Linked DNA regions of Macaca mulatta: region 1 is linked to region 2. The links are chromatin contacts, called in public Hi-C maps. All regions are on one chromosome and are shown on one strand. The core of a region is the stretch at or near the end of the contact, and the rest is flanking DNA. Distances in the headings are between cores, read along the strand shown. Region 1 holds the start of DHRS12 (dehydrogenase/reductase 12). Region 2 overlaps LOC144336343 (a long non-coding RNA gene).

What was found. Hi-C and Micro-C count contacts between places; a contact is called where the count stands out from the background.
Region 1: a Hi-C map of fetal cortex germinal zone shows a contact between it and region 2, with 2.2 times the contacts expected there. The contact joins the promoter of DHRS12 here to the enhancer-like site in region 2. A contact is called at or near these places in 2 of 14 Hi-C or Micro-C datasets (fetal cortex germinal zone and liver).

Annotation. Positions count from the first base shown.
Region 1 is chr17:31,026,963-31,033,591 of T2T-MMU8v2.0, forward strand. DHRS12 (dehydrogenase/reductase 12) reads right to left here and starts at 5,058. Exons shown (of 11, transcript XM_002808146.4): 1 at 4,927-5,058; 2 at 376-527. The coding sequence starts at 4,982.
Region 2 is chr17:30,373,566-30,380,666 of T2T-MMU8v2.0, forward strand. LOC144336343 (a long non-coding RNA gene) reads left to right here. Exons shown (of 4, transcript XR_013408009.1): 4 at 2,132-3,899. Among named protein-coding and RNA genes, the nearest start is that of C17H13orf42, 43 kb to the left of the region's middle. Within about 2 kb of position 2,731, at least 22 of the 40 cell types and tissues checked have an H3K27ac peak or open chromatin away from gene starts, as enhancers often do. A contact at or near this core is called in fetal cortex germinal zone, where this site is marked.

The sequences.
Region 1 (6,629 bases), core at 3,808-6,307, 660 kb after region 2:
GGCTCCCCCTCCCCGTCTCTAACCCCAGAAGAGTCTCATTGAGAAGACATGAGTTAGAGACCAGGTGTCCACGTTTTTTTTAAATTAAATTCCACTGGGAATTCTGACGTCCAGGGTTTGCTTGAGCCCCTCACTGGTCTTAATCAGAAAACACTGGGACATGTGGGCAGGGCCCAAGCTCTCCTGTGAATTAATTAAGTGTTGAGGAAAGGGCTCCTGTTGCTTTAGCCACCTCTAGCTCAAAGCTCAGAAAGCTGGCAGCTGTGCCCAGAACCACGGGATCGTCGTCCAGGACTTCCTGACCTGCCTGTGACACAGGGTACCCTCCTCCGTGTGGACCGGCCACAGTCTGGCCGTGGGGCTCAGTGGACACACGTGTTAGCAGCTGCTTATCTCGCTTGGCGATTTCAAGGGCGGTTGCTTTGCCAATGCCGCTGTTTCCTCCAGTGACCAAAAAGACTATTCCAGGAACCTGGACCTCCAAGTCATGAGGGACAAAGTCTTTGGACGCAGATTCATAGCCACTCCCAGAAACAGCAGACCCACGGGAAGACCAGCTATAAGGAGAGGGGAACATAAACCCCTGAAGGAGAAAGCCTAATTCTAGGATGGCATTATTGCTGTCTCTGCCTCTCCCAACACATCACGAAACTCCTTTCTCCCTCGCCCTCCCTGCTCTCATGAACACCACCATCGCAGGGCCTGCATTTCCTGGACCATGATCCTCCCGAACTTTTGAAAATATTGGAGATTCCAACATTTTGGCATCCAAATTGTCTTCCTCTGACTGCCCCAATCCTGGGGAGTGTCAAAAAGAAAAAAATCCCTTCACAGATGAATTGCTCTTTTCCCTTTTGTGGGGGGCAGGTTTTGGGAAGTTTAGGAGACCATCTGCATTATGCTTATTGCATTGCAGGACAGATATCCTTGCCTACTTGGAGAAATGCGGGAGATTTGCAAGTAGGGAATAAAGGAGGAGGACGGTGGAGTTATTTAAGCTCCGCACCCATCAGAGGAAGCCAAGGCTCCTTCAGGGACACAGGGTGTGCACTGAACAGCTCTAGGGAGTGCCATTCGGATCAGAATGATGGGAGATTTGTATCTGCATTATGATAATGTTCTGGCAGGTGGCAGAAAAGCATATTGCAGAAGAGGTATTTTTTCTGATTTGCACAAAGGCATCATATTGGATAGATGCAACCGTGAGTTCCTTAACTGTTTCTTTCTCCCATTCCTTTTGCGATACCTCCCTACCTTTACCCTTCCAGTATTTCCTGGCTATGAAATTGGCTGAGGGCAGTGGTGGCAGAATGGTGGGTTTGGCAGGAGGAGGCCCAGAGGGCAGACTCTGCCCACGTACAGGCAGGCTGGGGTCTCAGAGCTTACTTATATCTCTCACCCATGGAGTCAAGAGATTTTTCCCCTGCAATGCAGAACAGGACTCTGATCGCAAGGCTCCACACATGCTGAGAGCCCTCCCACAGGACCTGTTTACAAACGGGTAGCTAACAGCTGGCCTCCTGCCCCATGCCCTGGTCCAGCACAACTGCCAGTTACATGCTCTGGAACTCGGGGAAGTGGCCAAAGGATGTTTATGAGCTTGGGTTTGGTTTGAAAGTCATTGCCACAGGGCAGGCATTGCCACTTGTTTCAGTCAAGCCAGATGTTCTTAAGAGAAGAAAAATGTTCCTGTTTTCACCATCTGTAACTCACCAGAACACGCAGGGCAGCTTAGAGAACAGCCCACCCATTGCTTCTGCTGTGAGTGGCAAACAAGCCTTCTTCTTCCAAAGCCTTCCTGAAAGGTTGACTTGAAACTAAAAAAATATCAATAACAAGGGCTTGGACTGAACAACCTGAATTTAAGTCACAGCTCAGCCTCTTACTAGCTGTGCAAACTTGTGTTGACTTAATCTTTCTGAGCTCTTATCTCCTCATCTGCAGAAAGGGAATAATATGAGATACCTCTTGGGCAGCCTAAATGCGATGCTGTGTGTAAGGCACTTATGACAGCACTTGGAACATATTAGGAGCTCAATAATTAGCAGTTGACATTATTATTATTATTATTATTATTATTTGAGACTAAGTCCCACACTGTCGCCCAGGATGGAGTGCAGTGGCGCAATCTCGTCTCACTGCAACCTCTGCCTCCCAGGTTCAAGTGATTCTCCTGCTTCAGCCTCCTGAGTAGCTGGGGTTATAAGCGCCTGTCACCACGCCCAGCTGATTTTTGTATTTTTTAGTAGAGATAGGGTTTCACCATGTTGGCCAGGCTGATCTTGAACACCTGACCTCAGGTGATCCACCCGCCTCGGCTTCCCAAAGTGCTGGGATTACAAGTGTGAGCCACCGTGCCCAGACGACATGATTACTATCACTATTAATAATGACAGCACCTTCCCTGTTCAAACTTGAGCTCATTTGGCCCCCAAGTCTTCAAATCAGTAGGGACTTTGAGAGCATTTTAAACTACAAAGAGGAAACTGGAAGATTTTTTCCCCCCATACACAGACGTGAGCCCTGGAATCTCTGTGAAAGACTTTTCCGGTAGAGGCAAGGGCCTGAGTCATTGAATAGGGGCTTAGCTAGGAGGAGGCATTGTGGGGAATGAGTGAGAACTTCGCAAATACAATAGAGCCAGAAAAAAAGCAGTCCACGGGGAATAGGCCTGAAGAGCCCTTCTCCAGGGGCAGGAAGCTGACAGGCTTTTCTCTGTGATACCCAGCCAGAGGGGCCATTAGCCTCTGGGCTCCACGTTGATCCGAATGTTTGCTGAGCGTGGCTCCTCTGGGTTAAACCTCTTCCTCAAACTCCATCCTGGGAGTACTGCCAGGCGGGCAGTATCAGCCTGGCCTGCAGGACATGTCCCCGCCCTCTGTCCTCTGCCTTGGATCTTGTCTTAATACAAGAATTCCATCCTGGTCTGATCTGTTGTTAAAAAGACTTGTCTTTTATGTACTCTGCCCCTTACTGGGGAAGCAGTTTATTTTCACAAACTCTAGATATCAGTCTCTCTTTTTCAAACACACACATACATGACTTTCCCAAAGTCACCAGAAGGTAGGTGATGAAGCCAAAGGCTGGGTGTTCCATTCTTCAACACCCAGCCTCGGTGCCAAAGGGCAGTCCCCAGACAAGCTGCATCAGCATCACCTGGAAACCTGTTGGAAATGCCCTGCCTACTGACTCAAAACTGCTTGCTTGGCAACCTGCGGTTTCATGTGCCTTGCCCATGATTTTGATTCAAGCTGAGAGGGCATTTGTACTTACTGTTTCCTGAACCTGAGGTGACAGGGATGGGGAGGGGGAAGCTGGCAGGTATCTGTGTCTCCCCACACCCTCAATTTACCCAAATATGGAATTTGCTTAGGACCCATCCACACTTGCCCAGGGTTTAGAAGTCTGTTTAAAACTGCCCCAGGGAATTATTAGGTTCAGCAAAGTCGAGGAAACAGTGATTAGATCCTCCTGCCTAGGAGCCCAATAAAGGGAGGCTTTATAAAAATCCTTGTGCCAAGAGAAACGCTGTAAACTCTGACTCCGCGCTCTCACACTGAAGTCAAAATAAGGTTGTTGTTTTTCTGTCCCATTCACTAAATCTACAAGAACAGGAAAACCCATCTAACTTTGCCAGCTGCCTTCCCCTCCCCTCCCTTCCCCCACCAATGTGTGGTGAATTGGGCCCCTTGGCCTCACTTCTACCTTCCCTCAAGGCGGGGAAACAGAGAGAAAGAGTCCTCAGAGAGATTTTTACAGCCTGCTTTCCTTGGGGCCCACCCCGGCTTGGAAACTGACGCAAGCTTTCATGCTGTATAATGTGGAAAGATCCAGCAATTAATGGTCATTGCCAGAGGACACCCCTTTGAAAGAAAGAGGCTGCCACTGTACTCCCCTAAAAACAGTGGGACAGGGCGCACGGCTACACTCCCCACCATTCTCTGCAGCAGGGGCTCCTGAGGCAGAGCTGAACTTTCCCCAAAACGATGTGGGGTGAAGAGAAGGGAGCTGCAACTCCTACCTCCCCTAGGAATGCTGGCCAGGTTGCCGTGAGAACTGATAACGCCCCAGTGACGGGAGAAGCCTCTCAGAGGTGAGAATCACCTGGGGATTTGGGTGAAACGCCAGTCCAGGCCCCTGTGCAGACCCACTGAATCAGAATCTGTAGGGACGGAGGCTGAAAACTGGGTACTTTTAATTCTCGCCCAGTGATTCTGATGTGCAGACAGGGTTGAGAACCAGCGGTTAGCCTAATCCCAAGAGAAAACCTCCATCTGTCCTCCGTCACAGGAACCTGTCACCTCTTAAAACAACAATGAGGTGGAGAGCCAACTAGGGCACACTGAGCGTGATCACGGGGCGACAAAACCACCACGCACTGTTCCCCAGAAGCACACACTGGGTGCACAGCCACACTGGCTGGAGACCCAGGCTGGAAAGTTCCAGCTGGAGCCAAAGGTCGCAGTCCAGGTGCCGCATCTTCTTAAAGGAAACACACCCAAAGGTACGAGGACAGAGCCTGGGCTAGCGATTTAGATCCAGCCCTATCTGACGCCGCCAGCAGCACTACGAAGACAGTTCCAGGAGCACACCCCGCAGGGCGCCGAGGTGACGCCCAGGAGTCTCGTTGGCTCCAGGGCCGCCTGACGTCAGTGGGACGGCCCTGGGCCTGGGCGCGCCACAGTCCCGCCCCTCGGGCGCCAGTCTCGGTTGCGGGCGTTGAGGGGCTGGAGTCTGGCGACCGCCCCACGCCCAGCCGCGGACCAGTAGAGGGCAGGCGCCCCAGTCGTTCTGGACTCGCTTAGTCGGCCCAGCGAGACTGCGAAGGAGCCGCGGGCGCGTCCCCGCCAACCCCGCTAGCCCGCGCCGAGGCGGGCCACGTGACAGCCCGGGGCCCGGGGCCCGCGCCCCGCCGCGCCGCCTTACTTGGTGTCCTCGCGCAGCCCCTTGGTGAACCACACGACGCTGCGGTACAGGGACATGGCGGGCGCGCCGCACGCCGAGCCCCTCCGCGCTCCCGGCGCGGCCTCCGCCCCGGTCCCGCCCCGCGGGAGTCGCCCGCCCTTACATCATCCCGGTTATGTAAGAGCCGCGGCTTCCGGGACCTTGCTCCACAAGGAAGGCGAGGGGTCTCGGGGCCGGCCGGTCGACTCCGCCCCAGCCTCAGAGGGTGGAGTGAGGGCGGACCGGCCCTCGTGGGGGCCACAGTCGAGGTCCGCAGTCTCCTCGGGGTTGAAATCGGGCATCAGTGCCGTTTAGAGAACACCGTCCTGCTGGGCATGGCCGGGATGCGACGCACCTCCGAGAATTTGGTTACCTAGAAAACCATGTGGAATAAAACGACGAGGCTTACGATATTTAAAAGACTTCTGCATCGAATTGGTGTTAAGGGTTATTGTAATAACTGGCATTCTCTAAGTTCCTACATGTGTTGGGGGATGCAGTGCCCTGCCACATTTCCCGTCTCCAGCAAGCGCAGTCAGATTGGCGACATCGCAGGCAAGAGGCAGGGCTGGGGCTCCCACCCGAGAAGTAATTGTCTCCAAAGTCTGAACTTTTGCCACTGGTTCTGCGACTTCATGCAGTGCCAGGGAGAGCCCCTTGATTTCCCCCAAATCCTCATCAGCCTCCTTCCACCCAAGCCCAAATGAACAGTGTGAGTAAAAAAGTGTGGTTGCTGCATGAACCCAGATCTCAGACTAGTAATCCAGCCCCATTCCAGCCCCGCTATGTAGGACTCAGACACCCCTGTCCACATCTAATCTCCAGCCCTAACGCCACATTAGAAATGGGGGTCTTACTGCTGCTGTCACTGCTAGTCACCCTGTTAAATTCTATACCGGTTTACCCAAGTCGCCCAGAGACTGGGTCCCACTTACATAAGCTGAACACAGACTAGCTGCTTTCATAGCCTCATTACCTAGGATATAGGATCACTGTCCAACCTCACCCCGCAGTGGGCAAGTTTTACTTCAGAATAACTTTTGAAATAAATTTCCCCAGAACAGCTCGCCCCTCTGAACAGGACTCTGAGGCTCCACTACGTTGCTGTTATTCCTGACAGAGTGATGAAATTTAAACAAGTGGCGTTTTGTAAAACCACCCAGCCTCGTGTGACGTTCAATGCCTGTCCGATTTGGCTCCAAAAAGCCAAATTTTAGATCCCCAGGGCTACATACTGTTTTTAATACACTCCTCTTTGTGTCAGTGATGGAAAAGGTGTCAGTCTGCTCTGAATCTCTCTGACCACCTCAGGAAATAGGCTTTTGGCTCACAGAGCGGGGATGAGAAATAGTTTTGAACCACCACGTCTCTTGGAGGGTGTCAGCGGCCCCTTGAAGTAAAAATGTGGCTGGAAACCCAGCTCTCTGCATTAGCCAGGTGAACCTGAGCATGCTGCATACGCCCTCAGTCTTGGTTTTTTCATGTGTAAAATGGGAATGAATATGCGCACCGCGTGGGGTGGTTGTGATGATTAAAGGCATTCATTATAAAGAGCTTAGTTTCATACGAAGTGATCAGAAGTGTTCATTTCCCTCAAGTTTTCTTCTCATTCCTTTCTCCCCTACGCTTACAGCCACACAGTGTACATTCAAGAAAGGTTCCAATGAGGGCATGAGGTGTCCAGT
Region 2 (7,101 bases), core at 1,481-3,980:
AGCCTCTGATAAATGGACATCTGAGATCCCTATCTCAATCAGAGATAACACAGGAAACTAATTTTTGTGTTGACGGATTTCTTACCCCTTTCTTCATCTTCATCAATCACGTTCCATATGGAACAAAACAAGCCTATTGTGTCCCCTGAAATGCAAATAAAATCTCTTCTTGCTATGAACCTCGAATATCTGAGACAGTTGTCAATCAGTTTAAGAAGTTTATTTTGCCAAAGTTAAGGATGCACGCCCATGACACAGCCTCAGGAAGTCTTGATGACATGTGCCCAAGGTGGTCTGAGCACAGCTTGGTTTTATACAATTTAGGGAGACAGGAGACATCAACCAATATATGTAAGATGAACATTGGTTTGATCTGGAAAGGCAGGACAACTTGAAGCAAAGGACTCACAGGGGAGGGGGCTTCCAGGTCTTCGTTAGATAAGAGACAAATGGTTGCATTCTTTTCAGTTTCTGATTAGTTGTTCCAAAGGAGGCAATCAAATACACATTTATCTCAGTGAGCAGAGGGATAACTTTGAATAGAACGGGAGTCAGGTTTGCCCTAAGCAGTTCCCAGCTTGACTTTTCCTTTTAGCTTAGTGATTTGGGGAACCTGAGATGTATTTTCCTTTCGCATTGCCGAGAGCTCTGGGTTGCTGTATCTCAGGGTCTATCTGGCCTGCACCCATCACCACACCAGGTTCCTCAGCCTGCAGTGGCCCGCTTTGGTCCCCTGGCCAGTATCAAAGCTCACAGTACTTCCCTAGGCTTCTATCAACCTTAGAATCGCCCACCCTTGCTGGAAGCAGTAAAACAGCTGCAGCTGCAAAAGGTGGGGGCAGGCCAGGGGAGGGGCGGCATCCCAGGGAAGTCCCAGGTACTGACCATGTGTCCCCCTCCCAGGTACTCTGCTCGGGTGTGGATGCTGCACCATTTCCTGTTCTGCACCTGCAGAGCATCTATACACTGCTCTCAGACCTTGGACTAGGTGTGGTGGGGACCCCCTTTCTTATCTCTTACACAGGAGAACAGTCTCTGTGAGAGTCAGTCCTGCGATAGGACAAATCCCTCTGCAGTGTCTGTGGCCTGGCTCCCTCCATGCCTGTGAGAGAAGGGGCAGGGGCCTGGGTCCCAGTCATGGCTCTGCTGACTGTGGGACAGTGGCTGCTGTGATCCTCCAGGGCTCTGTGGACTCATTTTAAATGCAAGGGGTGAGGCCAGGAGTGGTGGCTCATGCCTGTAATCCCAGTACTTTGTGAGGCCCAGGTGGGTGGATCACCTGAGGTCAGGAGTTTGAGGCCAGCCTGGCCAACATGGTGAAACCCCATCTCTACAAAAATACAAAAATTAGCCGGGCATGATGGCGGGCCCTGTAATGCCAGCCACTCGGGAGGCTGAGACAGGAGAATTGCTTGAACCCAGGAGGCAGAGGTTGCAGTGAGCTGAGATCGCACCATTGCACTCCAGCCTGGGCAACAGAGCAGGACTGTGTCTCAAAAAACAAACAAACAAACAACAACAACAACAACAACAAAAAACCAAGGGGTGGATTTGGTCCAGGTCTTCAACCCTAGTTGCACATTAGAATCAATCACCTGAGAGCTATTTAAAAATACCCATGCCTGAGCCTCCTCACAGACCAATTAAATCAGAACCTCCAGCAGGGAGGCCTGGGTCTGTGGCTAAAAAAACGGCTCAGTTGATTCTCACATAGGGACAGTCTTGAGAAGCCCCAGATTAGGGGATCTGCAAGGGCCTCCTATCTCTGACTTTTGCCACTCTGTGTATGACACAAAATCATAGGGTCCCTGGGCTCTGGGTGCTGGTGGACCCTCCCCCAACTCATGCCTCTTCTTCCCTAATAAAGGGATCTGGGAGAGCAGAAGCACTTACAGTAAATGGAACCAAGCAAATGGAAATGAAACAGCATTGGATGACACTTTGCATCTGCATAGCACTTTGACCCACGTGATTTCCTTAAAAACCCGTGGCAAATTGGACCCCTATAATTACTTCTAGTGGAGAGGAAGGAAAAGCAACAAGGGCCAGCCAGGGAGAGGTCTCCCCAGGCCTTGCCAGCAGCCTGCCTCCCAGTCCTTGGGCTCAGTCAAGCCTCTTCATTTCTTTACAGAGACAAGGGAGCGCCTGCCCCGCGCCAGGCACTGCAGCAGGAAAGACTACGTCAGCAACACGGCACACACGCATGGCCCCTGCCCTCAGCAGGGGAGGAGAGCGACGCACAGGAAAACATCTTAAACGGTGTGATAGGCATCATGAAGGACGCCCACAGGGTGCCATGCAGAGAACAATGGTGGTGGCAGGAAGTCCCACAGTGAGGTGACATTTCAGTGGAGAGCTGTAAGGTAAAAGCTGGCAGCCCCCTGCAGAGCCAGGAGGCTCACGAAGGAAGAGCACAGCTCCTGCAATTTCATGGGGCCCCCCTGGGGAGTCCAATGACACCTGGGTATGAGAACGAAAGACATGCTTTCCCTCCACCACATGGTGGGGCTTCTGGCTTATGGACAGGAACCCACTCCCACAGGGCAGCGACATGCCTTAGGAAAAGGCAGAACAAACCCCCTAACTGGCTGAGGGCCCAAATGCCCCGCTGGCCTCAGGAGCCAGGGTTCCGTGAGAGTACCCTCCACCACCAGGCTCCAGCTGGGCCAGTATTGAGCGTTTGGGCTCGCTGCCGCCTCCACGCCCTGGCTGCCCACCTCGCAGGCTCCCAGGACTCTACGGCTCAGGCTCCCTCTGCAGGCAGCTGCTCCTTCCTGGGGCCAGGCTTCCCTTTAGTCTGCACAGGGGAATGGGGGCTGTTTTCCTTCCCTCACAAAGCGTCTTTCTGACTGCCCACCTCCCGCCCCATACAGTTAGAAAGGCCGACAGTTTCGAGATTCTCAGTGAGGCTTCTGCAAAGGCCTTCTTGTGCTCCACAAGAAGGGCTGGGCCGGAATTTCAACCACGCTGCTAATTTCAGTCCGTCACTGCGGTGGCAGCTTCATATTTTCCCACTAGATGGGGTGCTTGATCTCTGCAGCTAAAGATCAGCTAGTTAGAGACAATTCCAAATCATTTAATTTGGCTCTGAAGGCTGCTCAGAAATTTTATTCAAAGCAGAGGGAAATCTTTTATACGAAGTGGCCAAAGGCTGAAATTGGAAAAAAAAAAAAAAAATCCCTAAAAATCTGGTTTCTGTATCTTCCTTAATTAGCAAAGGTGATAAAGGGTAATAAGTGAAAATGTTTGCACAGGAAACCTAGCACATCTGAAATACAGATGCAAATGGAGTGAGCTAGAAAATGATTTCTCTAAAGAGCCATTTTGAACAATGCTCTAACTGCTTCTTCCCTCCGAGACAGCCAGAAGCATTGACCCTGGACATTCAAGCTGAAAAAAATATCCTTTGGTCTGGTCATTATCACCATTCTGCTTGATCAATGGTAGCCTGGTTCTCATTGATCCACTCCAGCCCCCAGATGCACAAGACAAGTAGCACAAGGGTGGCGAAGTGAAGCCACCATGAGCCAAAAGCAATTATGTTTTTCCAATGCAAACTCATTTTGCTCAGTTCGGGAAACAGTTATATTCTTTGAAGTCATTTAGCATGAATATTTCTCTTCATCATCAATAATAAACACCCATAGAGCACCTCTCTTGTCCTTTCCTCTGTAGGAAGGCTTTCTCTGACATTTTTAGGCAGAGTTGAGATGGTGCTAGATATAGCAAGAACAAAAAGATACTAACACTAACCCTGTCTTCAAGAGTCTATATCTTCGCCCAAGAAATAGCACTCTTCCCAGAAAACAGTAGAAGATACACATTATTTACATCGTCTTAGAACTTCGCATGGATAAATGAAATCTTTGATGAATAAACTCAGACTGTTGTATTTTGAACTTAGAATTTTCTGTAGATACAAAACCAGTTTTAAAGAAGCTTCCCTTTTGAAGTGCCGTAACAGAATTGCTCAAGAATCATGGACAAAATTGTGTAGACAAAAACACATGATCAGCTTTTACTGCTGACATTTTCATTTACTGTGGTGTCCTGTTTGTGGGACCCCCACATTTCTCCAGGATTGGGGATATATTTTAACAGGCAGCCCTTGGTCACTTGGTCACAGTGAAAACAAGCATCTTTGAGCACTTGGTCATTGTATGTCACAATTTTCACTCAGATTTACGGCCACCAGCGTATCCTACTGGGACAGTTGGGGGAATCGATACAGGGCTTTATTGTCATTATATACTGGGAACAGGTTCAGTGTAGTCCCTTAGGAAGTAAAATTAGAACTTCAATCACATGGGAAGGGAGGCTTTAAGAAAGTTGCTTCTGTTAACACACTCCTCTGTCCTGCTCGCAACCAAAACACATATATTCAGCCCAAATTTGGCATAAATTCTGCGTAAATTATATATGCTTTCAGCGGTTCTACAAACATTTTCCAAGAAGACTGGCTATATAACAGAACCTCTTTCTTTCCAGAAAGCGGCTTTGGCCATCCTAAAAAATACAGTGGACTAATCCAGATGAGTCCATCAATTTGCCTAGGGGTCACTGTTTGTGCCACCAGAAAGACACTCGCAGAGAGACCCTCAAAAACTGGGGCTATGTTGTTCCATCCCAGAATGGAAACTAAAACCAGAGCCGCATTAGTGCTTGCTGGGGTAAACTGAATTCCTTGGTTCTATGCAGATCTTGCCTGTGTATGGATGACTAGAATCAAGAGGCTACCGACGTCTTCTGAGATGCCAGAAGTCAGAAATAATCCCAGCTAAATGAAAAATACCAGAAATGCGACAAAATTGGCCACAGCAAGTACAGAGCTGTAGAATCTTCAGCTCTTCAGAATCCACCCCCGCCCCCCGGCCTGAGCTGTGTATGTAGGGCCAATCATAGGCAGAGATTCATTCTGTAGATACTAGTCAAACATTGTAGTAGACGGAATAACAGCCCCTAAAGACGTCTAACACATGAATCCCTGCAACCTGTGAATATGTTACAGTACATGGTAAAGGGAATTAAGGCTGCTAGTCAGGTTAAGATGGGGGGATTTTCCAGATTATCTTTCTTAAAAATGGAAGAGGGTGGCAGGAGAGGGCAGAAAAATGAAATGTGAGAGTCAGCACACCATTGCTGACCTGCAAGACAGAGGAAGGGGCCAGAAGCCAAGAAATGCAGGTAGCCCCCAAAAGCTGGAAAAGGAAAACAAAACAAAACTCAGATTCTTCCCTAGAGCATCTAGAAGGAACTGAACCTTGTGGACACCTTGATTTTCAGCCCAGTGAGACCCGTGTTGGACATCTAACCTAGAGAACTTCGTGTTGCTTTAAGCCACTAAGTTGGTGATGATTTGTTCAGCAGTAATAGAAAACTAATACAAGCACTTTCTATGACCAGGCACTGACCCTGCCAATAGGGATGCAGATATGCCCGGCATTCCATGGACACATAGTCCAGTAGGGAGGGAAAATTCTGCACATGCAGGTAAAGTAACATGCTATGCACTAAACATGCATGTACCAAGCCCTGAGGCAACACTGAGCTGATGGTGCTCCCCTCTGCCTGGGGGAGCCAAGGAAGGCTTCCTAGAGCAGGGGAGACATTTCAGCTTAACCTAGAAGCCTGATAGAAGGGTCTGTACTGTTCCGGACTTACATGGTCCCAGGGCCTTTTATTTAGACATGAATGTTGAAGGAGGAAGCAGCTTTTTATTGTCCAGGCTGGTCTGGACCCTTGATCCTTAAAGTGTGGTCCAGAAGTCACATGGGAGCTTGTCAGAAATGCAGAATCTCAGGCGCAGCCCAACCCTACCAAGTGAGATTCTTCATTCTAACAATACCCCAGGGGATTCATAGGTGCATGACAGTTTAAGAATCACTGCCCCAAATAACAATATTCTCATCCTCACCACAGTGTGGAAAGAAACAGGGTTCCAGAAATTGCTTATGTGTATAACCCTGATAGCATGGAGGTCCCTCAGAACATTCCTACTGCTATGTGGCCATGCTCAGAATGGTGCACTCTGGCTCTGTGTCGTTTCTCAGCATCTACATAGACATCGCATACACCATCAGGCGGTACATCTCCTGCAGAAACATTTGGCAGGCTTTATTTCATAAACACTTGGTTACAAACATCACCCAGTTCTTCTATTTACGTTTTAAGAGGTGGGGTCTCACTCTGTTGCCCAGGCTGAAGTGCAGTGGCATGAACCTGGCTCTGCAGCCCTGACCTCCTGGGCTCTAGTGATCCTCTCACCTCAGTTTCTCTGAATAGCTGGAACTACAGGTGCATGCAACCATACCTGGCTAATGTTTAAATATTTTTTAGAGATGGGGGTCTTGCTCTGTTGCCCAGGCTGGTCTCAAAATTCTGGCCTGAAATGATCCTCCTGCCTCAGCCTAACCCATTTCTTTTTTAGAAAACACAACTTCAGTTCTAGCATTCTGATGCTGCAAAACTTTTCTCTTGCTTGATGACCTCAATCCCAAAATAATTTACTCTAACGGCTAAATCTTCAAATCACTGAACCTCAATTTACTTCTACCATCAGTAAAAAGAGGTCAGGGTGGCTCTGGCAAACCTAAGCCCTAGTCCTGGGAAATCCACAGATAGCCCTTTACGGCTCACTGGCTTAGTGACTCGATCCCTCCAGCCTCTTTGCTGTGCTTGAGCCACATCTCTGCTGGCTGTGGATCCTACACACTCAGAGCTGCGTCCTGTCCGTGGGCACCCTGGGGACACTTGCTGCAGGGTTGATGTTTTGTTATATTTCTGCAGCACAACCAGGGCCGGCTTCTTGGGGGCTGTACACAGTGCACTTGTCTAGCCCCACACTCAGAAGGGATTGAGGTTTAGTGCTCTGCAGTGGCAATCTTAAAACTCTTAATGATTGTATCTTTGAATTAATGTTTTGTAAGTCAAGTTATGTGCCAAAGACTTGGAGCCTCAGCTCCCACCGTTGCATCTGCCGCCTCCCTAGCAAGGGTTCTTCAATACCCCCTCTGCTGTCCTGTTGAGTGACCACTGCCCCCTTTTCCTGCTCCCTCCATAGGGTCCTGCTGAGTGACCACTGCCCCCTTTTCCTGCCCCCCT